Linked DNA regions of Mus musculus: regions 1 and 3 are each linked to region 2. A link is a contact called in public Hi-C data. All regions are on one chromosome and are shown on one strand. The core of a region is the stretch at or near the end of the contact, and the rest is flanking DNA. Distances in the headings are between cores, read along the strand shown. Region 1 overlaps 4932412D23Rik (RIKEN cDNA 4932412D23 gene). Region 2 has its middle 78 kb from the start of Gm29960. Region 3 has its middle 100 kb from the start of Gap43.

Region 1 (4,166 bases), core at 655-3,154, 210 kb after region 2:
CTTGTCCAGGGAGGGTTGCCCAGCTGTACCAGCTCGCCTGATATTGTCCTCATTTTACAACCACAGTGTTTACATCCTGGAGAGATTTTTCAGACCTTACCATCCCAAGATAGGATGGTTTATATTAAATTTCAAATTCTGGGACAAATGGCTGAAGTGCCTATTTAACATATCAAAGCAAATGTGGCATCCATGTTCTCCCAGCGTTCTTCAGCCCCTACCTGCTACAAGTTCTTCCTCGTTTGCATCTCTGCCCCCTACCCTGAACTCTCTAGCCCAGGGGGCTGGATTGCTCCCCCCTATATGATCCAGCCATTTTGGTTACCCACACTTTTTGTATCTTTGCCCTATAGGTTGCTGCAACTGGTTCCCTCTCTCTCCTCTCCCTTCTCCTCCCTCCCATACTCCGATGGCTCAGGGTCATGTCCACTCGGGATTCTCCCAGATGTCTCTGAGTCTGGCTAAGCTCCCCCTTTCATCTACAATGACATCCCTCCTCCCCCATATCGAGGAGCAGTTCTGTCTTTTCCTTTTTATTTCTTTTTTTTTTTTTTTTTTCTAAAAAGGAAAGTCTAAAGCATCACTTGATGAACACATTTGAAATCACTGTTTGGTTTAAGTAGAAGTGGTTTCCAAACCCTGATGCTTAATTTCAAAAGAAATGAAAATATTTTTTGTCTTATTTCTCAAATGAGCTTGAAATTTTATATATTGTAGCGTTTACGTGACTAGTGCTGAAAGAGTTAAAAGTCGGAGGTTTTTTTTTTATCGCCCTCTGTGAAGTCCCTGGATAGGATCTACTTCTGACCTCAGCTGTGGCATGTGACAAGTGCTTTGTAGCTTCACATCACAGCTGCATGAGGTCACTGGCAATCCTTTCAGGAGCTGATCCCGCAGCCTCATTTCCTTGACAGAGTAAAGCATTTTACTAGATCTAAGATTAGGCGTATTTGTAACTGGTACGCAAATTATCAGTTATTATTTGGTATTCACGTTACTGCCATGGTTTCTGTGATTCATCCAATGCAGTCTGTGTAAAAAGCAATGACCTCATTCTTTGCTGGATCTAAAATCAGTCATGGTCACTAAAGCCCCTTGTTCTACACAAAAGAAAGAAATCAGATGACCTTTGCTCTGACCCTTGACTTGATATTTACAAAAGCTAATTATGGGGAGGGCCAACTCTCTTTTATCATTCAAGGACATTTGGCTAAGGTCTACTCCTTAAATAAAAAACAAAATGTCATTCAGAGGGCTATTTAAGGCTGTATACAGTATAAGGAAATCTACTCTGATGTTAATTTGGCGTTTTTGGCCATCAACATTGATTTTCTCAAAGTCAATCACGTAAAACATGGGAGGGGTTATATGTCTCTCATTAAAATCAAAGTGGCTCACTAACAAAAGGGAGTTGGTTATCTGGAGGTCTGGCAGTTGGAGGTCAGAGAGACACGTGGTCTGATAGCTTCAGCTAAACCTCTCTCAGTTTTCACTACCACGCCCCTGCCCCTGCTTCTGCTGGAAAAGAACTACCAGGCACTATGCATTGCTTTAACTCTAAGGGCTCTAAGGGTTACTTGGTTGATAAGGAGACCACCCCTAAAACAGAAGGCAGCCACTAATCCCCAGTGGGATTATTTAGTTACCTTTATTATAATAACAATGCTTACAAATACAGGTTTAAGGTAAACAAACATTCAGAAGAAAGAAAAAGAAAGAAAGCATCAGATAGTTAGAACAATGGGAGACACACAGTCCTTTTTTTCCCGGGGCTTCCCCTTGGCTGGCCTTTTCTTTGGGGAAAAGTAGAAGTCTGAATTCTTTTGTTCATTTCAGCCACCGCCCTTTTGCAATCTGAGTCTGAGCAAGGCTGCCACGCCCAGGAAAGGGACAAAGGCAGAGAAAGGGGATCTCTGGGCACTGACACAGCTCCACTTACTTAAACAGGACTCATTTGTTGGTCTCAGTAACATAGCTGTACACATCAGTTACCATCTCTATAAACAAACAATTAAAACAGGGGCATAAAATATATGCATGCTCTGAAATTCTATCTGATTAAAGTATTCTTTTCCTAGAAAGACAGGCAGCCAGAGTTCTACTCGTTTCAGAAAAAGGATGAATGCTGCCCCCTCTTGACTAAGTGCTGGATACGCTGAACAGCCATAAACTCTAATGGCTAGCCAGTGGGAATAAAGATCCTACTTTTGTACAGAGAATTTTAATGAAATCTTAGAAGCTGGAAGGTTAGAGGAAGCTCAAAGTTTATCTCAATGGGACTTTTATAGGTTTCTGGGAGATGGGTCATGCTTTATCGATGCGCCTGCATCTTCTCAGCTGTTTCTGTTTTGTAGATTCTTAATTTTGCCTGGAATAATCATTTGAGTTTAGTGCTCTGTTTCCCCGATAAGACTGATAGACTCCTTGAGAATATGAGCCACTGCCACCCCTCCTCCTCCTCCTCCTCCTCCTCCTCCTCCTCCTTTACTTGCCTTCATAACTATCAGAATACCTTCAAAGATTCATGCATAGTGGGTATTCAACAATACATAAGCAATCTCTAGCTGGCGTCACTATAGTTTATGGCTATGAACAATTGGTTCTCTCTGAACTCATAAATTCAGCTTGGGTTTCAAGTCAAGAAATTTTGTTTTGTTTTGTTTTATGTTTTGTTTTGTTTTTGTTTTTTGTTTTGGTTCTCGAGACAGGGTTTCTCTGTGTAGCCTTGGCTGTCCTGGAACTCACTTTGTAGACCAGGCTGGGATTAATGAGATGAGATTAACTCAGAAATCTGCCTGCCGCTGCCTCCCAAGTGCTGGGATTAAAGGCGTGAGCCAATGTCAAGAAATTCAAATAAGTGCTGTCATTCCTTAATCTTAGAATCATTTAAACTTGGAAGCATACTCGGTTTGCTTATAGGCACCAAGCACTAAAATACATGTTATAGACAAAAAAATACTTTTAAAAATAAAAATTAGGCCAGGCGTGGTGGCGCACGCCTTTAATCCCAGCACTCAGGAGGCAGAGGCAGGCGGATTTCTGAGTTCGAGGCCAGCCTGGTCTACAAAGTGAGCTCCAGGACAGCCAGGGCTATACAGAGAAACCCTGTCTTGAAAAACCAAAATAAATAAATAAAATAAATAAATAAATAAATAAATAAATAAAAATTAAAAAGTACAGGAAAAAAAAACCCTAGTCATGTTACACACAGGTGTAATGTTGAATGTAAGAAAACTGACTTAAGACAAAAAACAAACCACACACACACACACACACACACACACACACACACACACACACACCTGCATGCTGCATGCTCCCTTGCTCTAGAGCCTCCAAACAGTGAAGTAACACACACACAGTGCTAGGAGCCTCTTTGGAAGAGCACTGGCTAGAAGGGAGCACACAAATTGCTTCTAGAATGTTACTAACATTTTTGATATTATTACTATTGAATCAGAGGCACAGCCGCATCCACTATGAGGCATCTCATTAAGCTCTATGCTTATGATATGTGCACTTGTGTACATTATGCTTCATTAAAAACACTTACATGATATTTTTCTCAGACCCCAAGAAACAGATTTGCATATTAGCTAAGACACATTCTCTCCATTGTAGGTACCTCTGCTTTAATTAATGAAGCTAATCAAACTCTCTTAGCTATCGATCAGACAGCAAGACATCTTCAATATGTGGAAATTTTCTAGCAGGATATCTGTACATCGGTTTCCAGTTTCTATGGCAACTACCAGGCAACTACTCTCCTTGAAAAAGAACATGTTCTTCTTCCTGCCCCTCTCAGGCCGCTGATATATTAACACTCAAACAATAAAGTTATTTCATGCATGCAAGCCTGCTTTGTGGAGTAAGGTGGGTACTTTCACAGTAAAATTCCAATTTTTAGATCTTCATCTGCAAAAATGGCCACATGTCCACGAATTTGAGACAGCCCAACAGGAGGTATATGGGAGAGTTTGGATGAGAAAAGGGAAGGGGGAAATGATGCAATTATCTTATAATCTCCATAAATAAAAGACATACTGTTTTTTTGAAAGGTTTTGTGAGGAGAATTTATTACATTAAAATGTGAAGCAAACAAGGCCTGGCAAACTGATCCCAAGAAATTTCAATTACTGGGGAAATGTCTTTGCTGATCCAAGTCA
Region 2 (4,527 bases), core at 1,705-4,204:
CTCCCTTTGCTTAGAGTCCGATGCCTAGAACAGTCCCTTATAAATAATCTGCTGGCCAATTCCTCTACCAGAGGCAGCTGCCCAGAGCAGCCACCCCAGGACGCTTCCTCACACTTATCCCTATCCCTTAAACCTCTCTTGTCAAACACTCTGCACCCTTGGGATGACTCAGAGGAACAAAGACTCTTGGAGCTAAAAACAAACTTAGGGAATATGTCATCCAGCTACTTCATTTAATAGAAAATATCCATACCTGGGGATGGATAGAACACTCTCTATCAGCATACAAAGTTCAAGTCTACCCTGATTTTTTTGTCTTGTCTTCAAAAGCAGATGCACATTTAATATTTAAAAATAATGTTGATTTCTTTTTACTAGATATACAACAAGATACACTGGTTTTGCTGAGTCCACCTACACTTTTGATGAATATTAAGACTGAGAATTTCTCATGGCAGATTCAACAGACTCTGATATTCTATTCTATTGTTCTTAAATAGTAAATTACTTCAAGGGACTTCTCTTCAATCATCAACCTTGACGTTGGAAGAATCATCCCAGTTCAGATTCTTGGTTAAGATGCAGAGCAAAGCAGTCTAAGATGTTTAGCAATAAAGGCTCAGCTATATAAAGACAGTAGAGCTATTCATTGTTCTCAGTCTGCACATAGAGCATGGCAGTCTTTTTCCTGAAATAGATCTCCGAGCCTGGACTCTGAAAACCCATAATACTTCGTGTGGATGAATCTTAATTATGTTGTGACCACAGTGGATTAGGATGAGCCATCATCTTCCCATGTGGATGAGTTCTCTGCTGTCAGTCACTGACTGTCCTTACTCACCAGAGTGTCTTCGTCTGGTGAGCACTCTTCAAACAGTTATGAAGAGGCAATACTGTGGTCTTCTCTTCATGCTTTCCTCAAGGTGTAATTAATCCCACCAGTGCAGAATCAGACCCACCACCACCACCACCACCATGATTTAAAGCCAAATCTGAAGCAAGATGTAGTTAAATACTAACCAGATGGATGGACTCTCTGTTAAGGTACATCTCTAGATCTCCAGAAAATGGCCACAAATTACCTTTGTTTGACCCAACTATACTGGATGTGCTTAATCACATGTGGGCATAATAATTAAAACTTTAATCGTAACTTTGGCTCTCGTGGTATCTTGTCTATCTAGTCTTCCAGGTCCTGAGGATCCCAAGGAAGTCTAAGAACAGAGCAGCTTTAAGAATTAGCTTGTGCCCCTTCTTAGAATTGGGAACAAAACACGCATGGAAGGAGTTACAGAGACAAAGTTTGGAGCTGAGACAAAAGGATGGACCATCTAGAGACTGCCATATCCAGGGATTCATCCCATAATCAGCCTCCAAACGATGACACCATTGCATACACTAGCAAGATTTTGCTGATGGGACCCTGATATAGCTGTCTCTAGTGAGACTACGCCGGGGCCTAGCAAACACGTAAGTGGATGCTCACAGTCAGCTATTGGATGGATCACGGGGCCCCCAATGGAGGAGCTAGAGAAAATACCCAAGGAGCTAAAGGGATCTGCAAACCTATAGGTGGAACAACATTATGAACTAACCAGTACCCCAGAGCTCTTGACTCTAGCTGCATATGTATCAAAAGATGGCCTAGTCGGCCATCAGTGGAAAGAGAGGCCCGTTGGACTTGCAAACTTTATATGCCCCAGTACAGGGGAATGCCAGGGCCAAAAAGTGGGAGTGGGTGGGTAGGGGAGTGGAGGACTTTTGGGATAGCATTGGAAATGTAAATGAGGAAAATACCTAATTTAAAAAAAGAGAGAGAAGAATTAGCTTGTGGCCTAGTGTGGTGGCACAGGACTTTAATCCCTGCACTCGGGAGGCAGAGGCAGGTAGATTTCTGAGTTCAAGGCCAGCCTGGTCTACAAAGTGAGTTCCACAGTGAGCTATACAGAGAAACCCTGTCTCGAAAACCAAAAAAAAAAAAAAAAAAAAAGAATTAGCTTGTCTTGATGCTAGAGATATACCTCAGGGATTAAGAGCACTTACTCTTCTTACAAAAGAGCCAGGTTCAGATCCTAGCAACTGTATGTGGGTCACAACCTTTTGTAACTCCCGTTGCAGATCAGATGCCCTCCCCTGGCATCATTGGGTAGTCTTTGGGGTACCTACAACTTGAGCATAACACTAGGACATGGCAAAGTTAGGGATTTTAAAACCTTTATAATCGCTTAGTCCTAACAGACTTCTATCTCTTAAGACTCCTGGCATCCTTTCCTGTTATTAAAAGTGTAAAGATAAATCAAGATAATAGTTTTAAAAATTCATTCATTTGATTTCATGTGTGTGAGTGCTTGCCTACATGTATGTGTGTATGGGCACTATGTACACCTGAACATGGGGACAGAACTACCTGATAAGCAGAATGGCTAAATTATGTATTCTCTGAAGGATGTCTAAAGTTATCTATATGCACCTTGACCCTGCTATTGCAGCCTGACTAGCTGTTGCTAAGGAGTGTGGGTTGCCATAGGTTGGTTGCTCAGGAGAACTCTGATTTTCTTCCTGGAATTGGAGTTTAGCCTCTGGTCTCACACAAAATGGAGTTTCTTCAAAAAACGGAGTTGACTGGGCTTTACACTATAAGAATTCTCAGGTTTCTTCTTAGGTTTTAAGCCTAATGCACTGAAACCTTCAAAGAGTCCTTCAGCTCGCAGACTTGGGGAGCCAGAGAAATCTGGAGAAACAGGTTCCTAAGTCCCACACATTGTCTCAACTCTTGCAAATAAGGACCTTCAAGACCCGTTGGTCCTTCACTAAGTGCAATGGGATGGAGCAGCTGGTGGCTCACCACATGTCTTATTAAACTAGGAGTTAATCTGATCAGAGCCTCAGCCTAGCTGTGGCTGGCTATATTTCCTTGGGGTTTTTTCTGTCCCTGAGGGGGAGGGGAGTGAAGATGCAGATGAGGAATTGAAGTGCTCTCACTGAGGCATGCCCAGATTTGCAATTCAATGGCATGGGGGAGGGGGGGCGACTCAGCTGAAGCTAAATGCCGCAGGGTCATTGGGGTTCTTTTTAGCAGCGGGGACTGTTTAAAGGGATGAGGGGTCAGGGATCTAGGGCACGGCAAGAAGCATCAAATGTATTCTCTGTCACTATGGAGAGAGGGGGGCCTTCTGGGAAAAGCAGACGATTGCATCACCGATTTGATTAGCAGAATGGCGAAGGAAGGGTGGGGTAATCCTATGCACTGTGACGATTTTTTTTTCTTCAAACACCTCCACCTTTCACTGTTGTTGCTATTGTTGCTTTTATTAAACAGGATATCAAATCCAAGTCAGCAAAAAACTGAGTAATCAGAAAAAATGTCATCAGCCTTGCTATTTTGATTTTTGTGATGTTTCTAGGAATGTGCTTTATCTGAAGCATCCTTTATTCCTCGGATGGTGGAAGGGACTTAGCAGTGGGTCCTGAAGGTGAATATTGTAACACAGATGAGCTTTAAACTATGGCAGAGGCCAGGCGCCTTAGGAGAACATACCAACATTAGAAATGAGAAAACCAGAAAGGAGGTGAGAAAGAAGTAGCAGAGAATTATCAAGAAGCCTACTATTAAGGAAAGAAACAATTTAGGGAAAATTTACATTCGATTTATTGTTTGATAAAGAATTGAAGGGTGCCACTTGATTATTTGATTAAGCTGAAGACATAGAGACTTTTCCTTTTACACTAGATCAAATGGTATATCTGATCAGAGTGAGAACAGCTTGTGTTAAAAGCTTTCTCTTCATCTTGTCAGGTACACTAGAAGTATACCTGCCAGTGGAAGCACATAGCATAAACTATGGTAATGCCATTTGACTGAGGCAGCATACAATACCTGACTAGCCACAACATCTATGTAAGTGCTGCAAAGAAGATGTAATGAACTTAAGTATGCCTAATATTTGAGTAGCCTTTCATATTCTTCAAAATTCCTCCACAGACTTTAGAAGACTTGCCATAGCAAATGTGTATGTGTGTGTGTATAAATGTATATATGTATGTAAATATATATGTGTGTATATATATGCATATATATCATATATATATGATAGTACTATTATATCTGTCTTTTCCCACTTTATCTGTCACATTAATGAGTAGGAAAAGTTAAATAAATAAACTTAGGACTCATATTTATTAATTAGTTCTACAGTATTGGTTTCCCTTGTAAGAGCAATCTGAAAGTTCTACTGAAGATTTGTGCTTTAGGTTTCCAAATCAGATTCTATGCATAATGGAGAGTTTGTCCACCATGACAACTCAACCTGAGAATTAAAGACTCTCAGGACATCTGCCTCCTGTCACCATGGATCTGTTCAGACAGATCACTGCAATTAAATACACTCATGCAAGCTAAAGAGGACCATTACTGTTCCAGTCTGAGAGTCACAATGCAGCTACAGGGTAATCTACAGCATGTTGAATTGGTCAAAACAGAACACATTCTACAATCAACTGACAGATTCTGATGAGAGGACAGTGAGC
Region 3 (4,038 bases), core at 1,246-3,745, 130 kb before region 2:
CTCTGCTCTCTTTCCCTTTTCCCTTCATCTTTTCTTCACTCCTTCTGCTTTAGTCTCTAACTTCCTTTTGTTTGGTACTTGTGGTCTCCATTAGTTTATATTTTGTCTTCTCTGCTTCCTCTACTAACGCTGTCAATTAGTCACCACTCACCTTATTATTGTAGTCATTTCTAGATGCCATCACGCAATATTGACAGCTAATTAGAAAAAAAATCCCTGGCACATACTATGTAAGAGCATCCAAGTTCACTGAGATGAGTGTGTGCGGGTGCCTATTTGAGATTGGGAAGCCAGAGGGGTTATGCTGTGATTTAGAACCTTGCCAGCGAGCCCTTAAGTAAACTGGAAGTCTGAGGAATCTGCAGACAGCCATATGACTAAGAATGAAAAAAAAAAAAAAAAAAAAAAAAACGATTAAAAGGAGCTGACTTGTGGTATTCTGTGCTTTTATGAGTTTTTTATCCCCAAATCGTTAATATTCAGCTGCATTGCCAAAACTCTTTGGAGATGTTTTTATTATAGGTATGTCCCTTAGCAAACAGGGCTGGAAACAAAACCTTGGTAACTAACATTTTCGTGACACAGAAACCATGACTAATTTGAGCACATATGTCTTTTCTTATTCATCTAGAAATAACTGCTCTCCTCTAATTCCTTTTCCTTTCGATATTTTCCTCCTAAATTCAAGCCAAGAAATAGCCCTTGCCTTCCACGTACCTTAACTTATTCCAAAACTTTCCTCAATTTGTGAGCAAAAACTACAAGGCTAATGCATTCAACTCCGACTGTAAATGACAGGTATTTTTTTTGAAATCGAAAAGCATCTTCAGTTGCATTGTGGGAGTCACCTCTTCATTTCTACACCATCCCTCCTCTAAAGACAAGCTCTGTCGAGCACGAATGGTTCTTTTATTTTAGTGTTGCCTTGTTCCAAGAGATCTGCAAAGTCTTCCATACGTATATACTGCTTCCTCATCTTCAACACATGCTTTACTTTATAAGAATGTTGAAATATAAATGTATATCCTTGTGCTAGAATTATAGGCTGCTGTGGGCCAACCAGTGTGAGTTCTGGGAACTCCAAGGTGCCTATGTAAATTGAGTTGCCTTTATTCTTTATCAATTTAACCTTTCCTTGGAGTTCCCATATCATTAATGACTTCTTTTTTTTGTTTGTTTGGGTTTTTTTTGTTTGGTTGTTTTTTTTTTTTTTTTTTGGTTTTTTGGTTTGTTTGTTTTTGTGTTTGTTTTTGTTTTTTGTTTGTTTGTTTGGTTGGTTTTTCGAAACAGGGTTTCTCTGTGTAGCCCTGACTGTCCTGGAACTCACTCTGTAGACCAGGCTGGCCTCGAATTCAGAAATCTGCCTGCCTCTGCCTCCCAAGTGCTGGGATTAAAAGCCCGGCTCATTAATGACTTCTACCCAGCTCCTCTGCATGCTTATGACTACTGCTGTTCCCATCCAAATATAAGGACCTTGAAGGAAAAACCACCCCTTACTCCTTAGGCACATTCAGACTGCAGCACACCTCAGAAAGTGTTTTTGAACTGACATGGTTTCATTCCCTAAAATTGGCAGACACTGATAACTTGTGATGGCTTTCTTTCTTTTCTTTTATTCAAACCCCGCCCCGCCTCTTGTGTGTGTGTGTGTGTGTGTGTGTGTGTGTGTGTGTGTGCAAGCGTCACATGACTGCAGTTATCTAGGGCAGTAAGCAATGTTCAAGTGATTATAGCAGAAAACCGAGATTCCACCAGCGCCCTGGGAATTGCAGCCAGAGATCATCTGAGCCACATGCTTAATATTTTAAACAAGAGGCATGGTCCTTTCAGAGAGGTCTTCGCTACTGATTCTCTCAAAGGATTTAGTCGCTCAGCTACATTTAACATTCACTGGGTCAGACCTTTATCCAAGATGACGTCATCTGAATCCTCATGCAATTCAATTTTAGCGTGTATTCCGCCAGAGTACCTCCCCCCATCCTGCCCCCTGTCTCTTGGTAGACAGAGACAAGGCAAATAAATAGCAGTTAATCTGAAGCGTGAAGCTTTGGAAAGCCTTTAGCCAAGGTTTGTATTTAGTTACCCTCTGGGGGGGGGAGGTGCGGAAGAAGGAAGGAGAGGGCTCAGCCCCCTCATGGCAGTAGGAACCTTTAAGAATTGACTTGGGGAGAAGAGAAAACTCTCAAGCTGCTTGGGAAGGAGCCACCCACAAGGACAGGGACTTCCAGCTGCCTAAGTAATTCAGTCCCCTACATACTGATATCAGAAAGGAGCCTTTGCAGGGTATTTCTCACATGCGCAATAAGCAGCCCTCACCACCTCCCCCACCCCCAGAGCTTCCGTTTTGATTCATCCTCAAAGTGGAAGGCGCTTGAATAACCTAGCTGAACTTTCCTGTTCCTCTGTTTGAAACCTCGAACACAGGCTGGATCAGCCTCACTATCGGCCTGCCTTACTCCCTTTTCTTAACCCTCCTCCTTCCCAGACTCTCCATCCTTTAAATACAAAAGTCCTGGTTTCCCTCCCTCCTGGAGCAGCCATTGACTTCAAACAGGGTCTCCATGGAAACCAGAAGCAGTTTCCTGCATCCTGGAGCCAGGTTCTCTCTTCTAGGTGAAGCAGGGCCTTAGGGAGCTGCAAGAAAAAAGAGGTCTCCTGATTAACGTGAATCTGATGAGGAGGGGAGAGAATTTAGGCAGAGTGGTATGAGTTAAGATAAAAGGAGCTAAGGGTTCAGATTCTCTCTCAATTTTTATTTCAGTTTAACACCGTTCAGAGGAGACCTTGGAACCAAACAAGAAATCTCAAGGTCCAGGTCTATGGCCCCTAGTCTGTCAGCATCCAACAGAGGTCTGTTAAATATGGAGATTGTTTAGGGATGACTTTACAATGAAGTCCCGACTACACTTCTCATAAAAGCAAAGCATTTTTTAAAAGCATTTAAAACGAACAAGAGAACGAAGTCTTTGCTACCGGCTACTCCATTTTCTTTTCATGTACACTCTGCATCACCCCATGCCGCAGACAGAGCTGTACATGAGAATTTAGTGCATAGCCCCCCACCCCCACCTGACCTGAAGGCATGGAGAAAACTCCTTGTACCTCCAGGACTCTGTTACCCCTTCTCCTGATTGATAGACACCTTCATTCATATCTGGCTCTCTAAGTCCAGAACGGCACCTTGACGCTCTTACTCAAACCCATCTGTCCTGAAGCATGATCCTGTCATGGTCTGCCTCTTCCGGAGGTCTCAAAGCCCTTTTCCAGAGTGAGTTCTGTCATCGACCTGAAGGTTCAGTAGAAGACTACAAACAGACCTCTGCTGGCTTCCCCAGTTTACTGTCAGTAGGTCTTGCATGGCCTTTGCTCTTCAGTCATATTTCTGGGTCCACTGAAACAGTTTGTTCTGGAACTTTGTGTCTTCTCTTCTGAAGTTCCTAGTATGTTGTGCAACTTTAGTTAGATAAAATTGTTTTGCTTTTCTCTATTGATAGAGATGTGAGTTTTCCCCTTGCAGTGGGAAAGATGTCGCTTCCTCCTCCCTTGGAGCCCTCTCCCTTGGCATACTCAAATATATTTTTGTTTGTTTGTTTGTTGGTCTCTGTCACAGCTGCAGCAAATGAACAAAAATGTATTTGCTGAAAACAATATAACTTTACTATGTTACATATCTAGAAGGGCATCAGAGGTTTCACTGGATCAGAACCAAGGCATCTGTGGTGGTTTTAGAGCATGCCGGTGTACTTTGACTCTCCGCCCTCTAGAATCCCTAACCAGCAACAGCATCACTCCAATCTCCGTTGTCCCATCTCCTTTCCTGATCTTATCCTCTTTGCCTTCTTTTAAAGATGTCTGTGTCCACGGTGTACACCTAGGTAGTGCAGATCAGCATCTCCATTTCAAACATCAATTTAATTACACCCACTACATCCCTTTGGGAATTATTCTGCCTACCACATAGTGTTTTTTTCTATCTTAAATATGGTGCCACCTCATCAACCACTTGCCTCTCTTATCACTGAGTCTGTCTTTTCCTTT

Evidence for each region. A called contact is a pair of places that touch in the nucleus more often than the background predicts.
Region 1: a contact with region 2 is called in a Hi-C map of the N1E-115 cell line, with 11 times the contacts expected there. The contact joins two enhancer-like sites. A contact is called at or near these places in 20 of 484 Hi-C or Micro-C datasets (the N1E-115 cell line, adipose-derived mesenchymal stem cells, cerebral cortex and 4 more), 10 of 115 datasets of contacts at active chromatin or transcription factors (embryonic stem cells, epiblast stem cells, extraembryonic endoderm stem cells and 1 more) and 2 of 9 other capture datasets (embryonic stem cells and embryonic tail).
Region 3: a contact with region 2 is called in a Hi-C map of the N1E-115 cell line, with 6 times the contacts expected there. The contact joins two enhancer-like sites. A contact is called at or near these places in 4 of 484 Hi-C or Micro-C datasets (the N1E-115 cell line, cerebral cortex, cortical neurons and 1 more) and 2 of 115 datasets of contacts at active chromatin or transcription factors (embryonic midbrain and embryonic stem cells).

What each region holds. Positions count from the first base shown.
Region 1 is chr16:42,780,482-42,784,647 of GRCm38.p6, forward strand. The region is part of intron 1 of 4932412D23Rik (RIKEN cDNA 4932412D23 gene); the gene reads right to left. Among named protein-coding and RNA genes, the nearest start is that of 4932412D23Rik, 93 kb to the right of the region's middle. Within about 2 kb of position 1,905, at least 134 of the 459 cell types and tissues checked have an H3K27ac peak or open chromatin away from gene starts, as enhancers often do. A contact at or near this core is called in the N1E-115 cell line, embryonic stem cells and stem cell-derived motor neurons, where this site is marked.
Region 2 is chr16:42,572,712-42,577,238 of GRCm38.p6, forward strand. No RefSeq gene overlaps it. Among named protein-coding and RNA genes, the nearest start is that of Gm29960, 78 kb to the right of the region's middle. Within about 2 kb of position 2,955, at least 57 of the 459 cell types and tissues checked have an H3K27ac peak or open chromatin away from gene starts, as enhancers often do. A contact at or near this core is called in the N1E-115 cell line, cortical neurons, embryonic stem cells and 1 more, where this site is marked.
Region 3 is chr16:42,442,781-42,446,818 of GRCm38.p6, forward strand. No RefSeq gene overlaps it. Among named protein-coding and RNA genes, the nearest start is that of Gap43, 100 kb to the left of the region's middle. Within about 2 kb of position 2,496, at least 66 of the 459 cell types and tissues checked have an H3K27ac peak or open chromatin away from gene starts, as enhancers often do. A contact at or near this core is called in the N1E-115 cell line and cortical neurons, where this site is marked.